2 separate regions of the Oryctolagus cuniculus genome follow, and region 1 is linked to region 2. The links are chromatin contacts, called in public Hi-C maps. All regions are on one chromosome and are shown on one strand. The core of a region is the stretch at or near the end of the contact, and the rest is flanking DNA. Distances in the headings are between cores, read along the strand shown. Region 1 has its middle 410 kb from the start of MAFB. Region 2 has its middle 13 kb from the start of MAFB.

The links. A called contact is a pair of places that touch in the nucleus more often than the background predicts.
Region 1: a Hi-C map of liver shows a contact between it and region 2, with 6 times the contacts expected there. The contact joins two enhancer-like sites. A contact is called at or near these places in 3 of 6 Hi-C or Micro-C datasets (ear pinna, liver and skin fibroblasts).

What each region holds. Positions count from the first base shown.
Region 1 is chr11:18,668,838-18,673,336 of mOryCun1.1, forward strand. No RefSeq gene overlaps it. Among named protein-coding and RNA genes, the nearest start is that of MAFB, 410 kb to the left of the region's middle. Within about 2 kb of position 2,549, at least 1 of the 8 cell types and tissues checked has an H3K27ac peak or open chromatin away from gene starts, as enhancers often do.
Region 2 is chr11:18,243,362-18,247,528 of mOryCun1.1, forward strand. No RefSeq gene overlaps it. Among named protein-coding and RNA genes, the nearest start is that of MAFB, 13 kb to the right of the region's middle. Within about 2 kb of position 2,215, at least 1 of the 8 cell types and tissues checked has an H3K27ac peak or open chromatin away from gene starts, as enhancers often do.

The sequences.
Region 1 (4,499 bases), core at 1,299-3,798, 430 kb after region 2:
CAGGAGGGGAAGTGGATGGGGCATGCAAGGAGGGGCATGCAAGGAGAGGCATTCTGAGCTGTTGCCCTAAACTGCCACCATCCCTCGGCACCCACCCCTCACTATGGTCCTAGCCAGAGGCCCAAGGACAAGCTTGGGGCATTTGTCTTCGAGTGAGAAGGAGACAGAAGTGACCTGTGGGCGTTTTGACTTAGATGGGTGGAGATGAGTGAACAGTTGGATACAAGACGTTAATTTGTGAGTAAATGGGGCAGGAGAGCAAGCGGGCTCCATTTGTAAATAGAAGTGGTGCAGAGCAAGAAAACCAGAGTGCCAGGGACCCCAGGAGGACTCATCCGTTGTTTGGGGGGACATTGTAACGATGTGTACGTGGGGTGCCAGGGGTCAGAGAGAGTCATGGACACAGACCAGGGGTGGACGAGCAGCCGAGCAGCTCCACACTGCAAGGCTGTGTGAGTTCAGGACACTGCGATCTCTCCGAAGCTCGCTCCTCTGTGGGCTGAAGATTGTGAGGTGAGAGTGAAACTGGATTCATCCCATGAAGCGCCTGCTGTGGTAGCTGCAGCCCTTTTCAGAACACGCCTTGCCTGTCGCTTCCCGCGGCACAGCGATCTGAACAACGAAGACATCTTGGTCTCCAAAGCTTCTGCTTAGAGCTGAGTTGGAAGAATCCAGCGTTTGTAACAAGTTAATCAACAAAATTTACTATGTTAATGGGCAAACCAAAGCACCAAAAAACCTACCCTGTTCAAAGTCACAAAACTGTTAGGAGGGACTCAAACTCACGTCCCCCAAAACTGCTTTGGAGGTTGGATTGTGTGGTCTCCAGATTGTCCTGTTAAGATCAGAAAAGCCAGGGTTTTTAATTAAAACCCAAGCTCTTCGATTCATCAAACATACTTCCTATCTCAGCAGCCACAGGGCTCACTATGGACCCTCCTCTAGCCTTAATAAATCAAGAAATAAAACAATACAAGCAGCTGCTGTCCTGCTTTTTTGGTGTTTCTCTCCAGAAAGTCTGGGACTCGGGACCCGTTCTAGGGGCCCCAGACCAGGAAGCTGCGCTCGGTCTGCCTGTGGCTGGTGTGGGCGCAGAATGCCTGGCCTTCTTGGGGTCTCCCATGGCAAGACCAGTGTCTGAGGTTGAGCACTGAGCTTGGGTCTTGCAGGCAGCCTGCCTTTGGTCCTCCAATTGCCATCTCCTGGCTCAGGATGTGCTTGGGGCAATGGAATGAACGAATTCATCTTGACAGCCCTGGGAGCTGAGCAGGAGCCTTGGGCGCTCACTCAGCGAGGCAGGTGAGGACCCTGGGTGCAGAGACAGGAGCAGGAAGAGAACGCTCTTCCTCCCTCCTCCCTTCTTCCCTTCCTCCCCTCCCCATCCCTCTGTTTGCAGCTCACAGACACAGGACAAAGATCACTTTATGACTTGGGTTCTGGTCTCTTTTTCTACAACGTGGTGATTGACAGGACCCATTTCCATCTGAGGAGGACCAAATGCAGTGCGCTTGTCTTGGTCTCCCAGAAGCACTGACATTTGATTTGACCCCAAAACAGTGCTCCTGGGGACAGAGAACGCAAGCCAGGTCAGTCTGATCTGAATGCAGACTCCCCCGGCAGTTCTTCGATGTGGGGAAATGACAGATCAAGTCTCCATTTCATCAAAGGATACGATGTGATAGATACGTTTCCCACACAGGGCTGGCAGGCCAGTACATGGTCAATGAGTGGCAGATGACATAACTCACCCCTCTCATCTCAGTCCTCCCAGCTAGAGAGGAATCTCTCCGTGCCCCTCCACATGCTGTCACTGTGATCCCCTTGGAAGACTGTTTCAGAACCATTGTCTGTTGTTGCAGACCAAACACAGCACACTGTAAATCCCTCGGAGGCAGGACTGCAGGCAGCCACGGAGCTGGGCAAAGAGATGGCCTCTCTGGTGCTGAGGTCTGTGAAGCAATAGGAAAACACCCTTGGGGGGTGATTGCTGACACAAAGTCCTTCCTGTTCCCAGCTGGAGGCAGAGGCCAGAGCAGAGGGAGGCAGGGAGCCAGCGCCAGCGGTGGCTTTCTTGGGAGCAGCTGGCTTATCGGAGCGAGGCGTGGACTCAGCACCAGGCTCTCCTTTCCCCACCCGCTGCATCCTGTGAGGGAAGCCATCAGAATGGGAGGTCGCCATATTGGCCAAAGCTCGTCCCGTGGGGCTTGGAGAGTGACAAAAGTGGCACGGAGTTCCTTTTCAGGGTGGTCCTTGACGGGAACAGAGCATCCAGGAAACGTTTGGATGATAGAACAGTAAAACAGAAACACATTTTCGGGGCTGAGAATTCCTGTTTGGGGTCCAAACTTTCAGACAGTATCACAGCCTTGATACAAACAGAATGCGCACTTCTTCCCTTTGGGGTTCAGAGGGCACAGGCTCCCTCCCCATCGCTTCCTTCTCTCCTGCACACAAAAGAAAGTTAAGCTGTGCACTCCAGAACGGAGCTGGAGACAGAGGAACCGTTTATTTAGAGCGGAGGAGACAGTTTCCAGTGGGTCTGTAGGGAAATGCCCTTTGCCCGCAGGCCCATGGCGCCCGGGCTGGGCTAAGCTGATTAAAGCTCCATTCAGAATCGCAATAACCCAAAAGATAGGCTAGGGCCACTGCCGGGCCTCAAGATTAGCCACTAAACTGATCGCTCTCTCTGGGATTGTGGCTGCTATATTTTTGGAAACTGGGCACTTCTTTTTTTCTTTTTCTTTTTTTTTTAAAGAAAAAAAAATTTCTATTTTCTCATGGCTCTGCTTGCGAACCTCATTAATTTCCCAAAGTCTCGACAGAGAACAATTGCTCTAATTCCATCTGGCAGGGATCTAAAGCCTGGAAATTTCTCATATAATATAAAATATATGGAGAATGAATAGACACACTTAAATATGACCTCTGTAATAGATGGCCCAGTATATATAATAGGCTACACCCCATACACAAACACGCACATATGTGTATATAAATATTTTTTTCCTTGCCTTCCTGCCCTTATCCTGGAATTCTCCGCCATTTGGCCTGTCCCTGCTTATTAATGATGTTTCCAGAGCAGAGCTCATTGGTGCATTTTCAGCAATGGGCTGATTAATAGGTGGGCACGGGGGAGCTCTTTGGAAGCCAGGGTATTGCTGGCTTGTTGACCTTGGTGCTCCAGGGATAGTCTTGCTTCCAACTATGGAATCTCAGTTAGCATCATAAATTGTGGAGCCACCGGTTTTATTGCCCTTCTGCCTCCTGCTGGGAATGTTGTTTCTCTTTAATAATGGGCTGAGCAGCAGCAAGGAGCACTTCCCTCCTCCTTCGCCTCCTCCTCCCTCCCTGCCTGGCCCTGTGCGTTCTTACCCCCACCTCCACTCTCCGCCACCCCACAGCAGCCCTGATCACCAAAACAGGCACACAAACACACACGTACACACTCGGAGAAGGCACCACACGCTTGCATCCATGCGTCACTTACATGCAAACAAGCGTGCACACACACACAGGCCTGCATACATACGTGTAGCAGGATCACACACATCTATGTGCAATATAAACACCCGTTTGCGTATATCTGCATGTATATATTTGGAAATCCATCATTCCCCCTGCGTTGAGCTGGGTGGACTTAGTAAGGACACGCCTCCCTTTCCTTGGCACAGCTAAATAAGACAGGGATTTTCTAAAGGCACTTCACTAAACATCAAAGAAAAACAGAAAGCAACCAATCTCAGAAAATAGGAAGAACATAAAAACAGTCTTGTTTTCAAAATAGAAGCTTAGTAGAAACCTAGGAGGCCTGGCCTGCCTTCCAAGTGCTGTTCTTCAAAGAGCAAAGAAAAGCGTCCTTGCTTCCTCATTTCATGGATCCATGGCCTGCGAGAGCCATCCCGCTGCACTGGCCTCAGAGATGAGTGTCCACACACAGGCCTGTCCTGCAGCTGGATCCCAGGTGAGATTTAGACCCTCTCGCGTCTCTGTCACCCACTGCTTACAAGGAGCAAGCCCAGACTTACGCCTCAGATCTCTGCTTCCTCCTTAGTTACTTGGGGAAGCCCGCTGGGGCCTCCTTGTCAATCATTGTCTTCTCTTCACTCCCAAGAGTGCTATGCTTCTTTTCCCTCTTTTCACCATCACAGTTGCAAATTTGTGTTTATTTATGGGAGTATTTGGTGAATGTCTGTCTCCTTGGTTGGAATGTAAACTCCTCAGTGCAGGGGTCCTGCATCTGATTTTGTTCACCCTTAAATCTCCAGCCTCAATCCCACTGCCAGGAACGTAGTTTGCATTGAATAAATATTTGCTGATTGAATAAGCAACCCTTCTGTATTGGATTACAAATAAGAGAGGTGACTTCCTAAATCCACTCCAGTTCGAATGGCTAATTGAACAATCTGTCTCTGTGTCCTCGCACTTTCCCTTGGTCCCCTGCTCAGATCCCCTTTACTGGGAGCTGTGTTTGTGTCTCACAGTGGATCCTTCTTCAGAAC
Region 2 (4,167 bases), core at 965-3,464:
GGTGGCTTTTGAATCTCCAGCCGGGAGGCTGACTTGCTCAGCTACGCCAGTGGCGCCCTCTGTAAGGGCCTTCTCTCTGCCCCAGGGCAGCCTCCCTCCCTTCCACTCTGCTCCCAAGTGGGAATTCCTACGCAGAGCACTTTCATTCCACGTCCCCTACAAGGCCTGTTCTGTGTATGGCACAGAGGTTTCCCTCGATTCCAGAGTAGCAGCTCGGAGCCCCCGGTGTCCCACTGCCTGTAGGTCTCCTCCCTGCTCCCTCATTCTGCTCTAGCTACTCCTGTGCCCTGAACATCCCAGAAAAAAAATCCCTGGCTCCTTCTGGCCCTGGGGCATTTGCTTTTTTTTTTTTTTTTTTTTTTTTTTGACAGGCAGAGTTAGACAGTGTGAGAGAGAGACAGAGAGAAAGGTCTTCCTTCCATTGGTTCACTCCCCCAGATGGCCGCTACGGCTGGCACTCTGTGCCGATCCGAATCCAGGAGCCAGGTGCTTCCTACTGGTCTCCCATGCCGGTGCAGGGCCCAAGCACTTGGGCCATCCTCCACTGCACTCCCGGGCCACAGCAGAGAGCTGGCCTGGAAGAGGGGCAATCGGGACAGAATCCGGCACCCCAACCGAGACTAGAACCCAGGGTGCCGGCGCCGCAGGTGGAGGATTAGCCTAGTGAGCCGCAGCGCCAGCCAAGGGGCATTTGCTCTGACTGTTCTCTTTGTCCCATTGCCCTGCCCTGAACTCTTCATTTGGTCTGTGGTTTCCTCGTGGTTCAAGTCTCAGCTTCAATGTTGTAGACAAACCTTCCCTGACCCTGTCTCTCACCTGCTCCACTCAGTGCCCCCTTGTCAAACTCCTCACTCAGACTTTGGCTTGTGAGGATACAGTTGTATGGTCACAGACTGAGCCTGTACCCCAGGGGTCAGCACTGTGAGGACAGGATGGTCACCTTGTGTCTTGGTGCCTTTCTCAGGGTCTGGTTCACTGTGGGTTTTCAACAAATAGGAGAGTTGACTGAACAAATGGTGCATGGATGGATGAATGGGTTGAACAGTGAGTGAGGGAGTGAGTGAATGAATATGTGGTGGTGTACAAAGCCTCCCTTTCCTTCAGGTGGCCTGAGAATGGGTGGGAGGGGCACACTACCTCTTGGATGGCCGAGCAGCCGGGGAGCCCTCTCAGCCCCTCCCACCTCGGGGGCTGTGCCTCACTCAGTGCCCCTGTTTCTCTCACTTGCAGCTGCAGCTCTTCCTTCTTGGTGATCTTCCCCCACCTCGGCCTTTTGTTTTTCTTTTAAGCTTTTTATTGTGAATGTTTTCAAACATTCAAAAGAAGAGAGAATGACAACAAACTGTCAGAGTATTTAAAACAAAAACAAACTGCAGAAGTCATCTCGTTTCATACATAAATACTTTAGGGGGCATTGCTGATAGATAAGGCCCTAAGAGTTTGTTAGCATAACCAAAACATCACATTTAGCTCCAAAAACAATTTTTAAACCAATTCCTTTAATAGCTCATGTCACCATTTGAATATTCCCAGTTGTCTCAAAAATGTCATTTTGCATTTAGTTGGTTGAGGCAGGCTATAAACATTGCATTTGATTAATATGTTTCTTAAGCTTCTTTTTAACTGTCTCCCCTTTCCTCCTCTCATTTTGAAACATCATTTATTTCTTTGTTCACAATGCCATCCATTTATCTTTTTTAAAATCCCATTTATTCCTCCGTGAGTCTGGGTCATTTATCCTGTAGGCGTTTCACGGTCTGGATTCACCGAGTGCCTCCTTGTGGTGGTGTTTAACATGTTCCTCCATCCCCTGTGTTTCCCAGAAACTCAGGACCGCATTCGATTTGTGGCCAGAAACTCGGTAGCTGGTGCTGTGCACTCGCCATTGTATCGCTTCCCAATGTCTGGTCGTCTCTCCCCTAACAGCATTAACGCTGATCCGTGGCTCACCCTGCCCTTCGTTAACTCCCCGCTCCTGTCTGTTTCCATTGCTCTATGAACTTGTTTTGCAAAACAAGTCAGGGAGGAACATGACTCATATGGCGTGGAAGTGAGCGTAGTAAGGTCTGAGGCCATGTGCACTGACGGAGAGCACCAGGTCCAGGTGAGAGGCTTCACTTCTGCACATCTCAGTTTCCTGAGAGTAAGACACTGCTGGTGAAGGTAGCTCTGAGGACTAACACCAGCGGAAGTGCTTGGCACAGGCATGAACACACAACACTAAGTGCCTACGGGGTATTGACTCACTTAATCCTCCTGATCTCCAGGGAGGCACAGGCTACCGTAGGTCCCGTCTCACATATGAGGGAGAGGAGACACAGAAAGGCTAGGAGACTTGCCCAAGGACACACAGTTCGTAAACGGCAGATCTGACCCAGCCTTTAAACACGTGAAGTGAGAGGGAGTTCCCTGCTGTCCTGCTGGAGGAGACCTTTCAGGCCGTGGGCACCTGCCAGTTCCCACCCTGAGGGATGAGCAGGAATAGAATGAGGCAGCCCTCACTGTGAGTGGTGTGTGTGTGTGTGTGTGTGTGTGTGTGGTGTCACCGTGCTTTACTCTGAGCTATCAAAATCATGATCTCTCCCCTCACTGCTCTTACATGGGCCTGAGTATGAGCAGCTCATGTGCTGGAGAGGGGTCTGGGGAACATAAGGTCCTACTGTCATTTAGGTGGAATTTTTTAAAGAAAAGATACATTTATTTATTTGACAGTCAGAGTTAGAGAGGAGGATGGAGAGATGTGGTCCACCCACTGGCTCACTCCCCCAGATGGCCACAATGGCTAGGGCCGGGCCAAGCTGAAGCCAGGAGCTCCATCTGGGTCCCCCTTGTGGGTGGCAGGGGCCCAAGCACTTGGGCCAGCCCCCAGTGCCTTCCCTGGGCCGACTGCAGGAAGCTAGATTGAAAGTAGAGTGGCCGGGACATGAATTGGCACCCATAGGGATGCCGGCATTGCCCACAGTGGCTTTCCCCACTATGCCATAGTGCTAGCCCCCTAGGCGGGATTTAATCTCCCCAGGAAAACTCTCCTAAAGACCAGAGAGGTTAAGTGAGTTTCCCAAGATCACACAGTACGAGTGCCATTGAGCCTGGACTAGAATCTCAGACTCTTCGAGCCTTGGGAGACTGTGTCTGGCTTTCTGGGTTCTTCTGTGCCCACGTGCCTGTGCCTGTCCTTGTCCTTCTGCCTCCCACCTCAGGACCCCCTGCATTGCAATCAGTTTGGCCAGAAAACGCCTCTGAGGGCACAAATGGACAAACACACTGGTGGAAGTTGCCTCAGCCAGGCAGAGTCCGCCTGGCATCTCATGGACACGCCCTTCTCAGCCACTACCATGAGCATCTGTGACTGCCAAGCCCTGCCTCCCCCCACCTCCCAAAGGCATTCTGGGAACTGCCCTGTGCTCCCTTCCGGTCTCAGTTTTGAAGCAAAAATCAAAGTGCAGAGCCAGGACTCGAACATGGTTTCAGGAGGGCCGGGGGTGGAATCAGGCTGTGATCACTGGTGCCAGTGCACCTGCTTTGAGGGCCGCGCGGGCAGCGAGGCCCCGGAACGAGCTCACCCAGGCTCACCTACAGTGGGGGTTGCTGCAGAGTGGCCGGGCTGCGCCTCTCAGCACCAGGGAGGTTCTGAGGTGACCTCTCCATCTGTCGTTGAGTCTACACCTGCGCTCAGACCCGGAGGGTGCCTGGGAGGCCCAGGGAGCCAGCACCGGGTGGGGACATCTGAGCTATGGAAGCAGCTCCTGTAGTCCAGTTTGTCTGATTGCAAAGGACTAGGTGATAATGGGAGGAGGCTCTGAGTCCCCTGAGCTGAGCCGGCGCCGCTGCCTGGGGGCTCCGTTGGCACCTCGAGCCCTAGGCAGTCACTAATGGACTGTGGCCGATCCCAGGGCTGATTGGCAGCCCGCCCCAAGGTCCTCAGGGAAAACCTGGGAGCCACAGGGGAGCTTCCGGTTGGCTCAAGGCAGAAGTGCTTTAGAGCCAGCCCAGGGAGTGAGACACAGAAGGGAGACACTGAGGGCCCCTAGCCACCTAGGGAAAGAGACAGCTGTGAAAAATGCCACCTGCTCATTTCCTCTCCTGCTGCCTCCCTGCCCGGCTCCCCTGGGCTGGCCAGGGTCATTCCCTCCCCACCCTCAACAGCCTGTAGTGGGGCCATTCAGA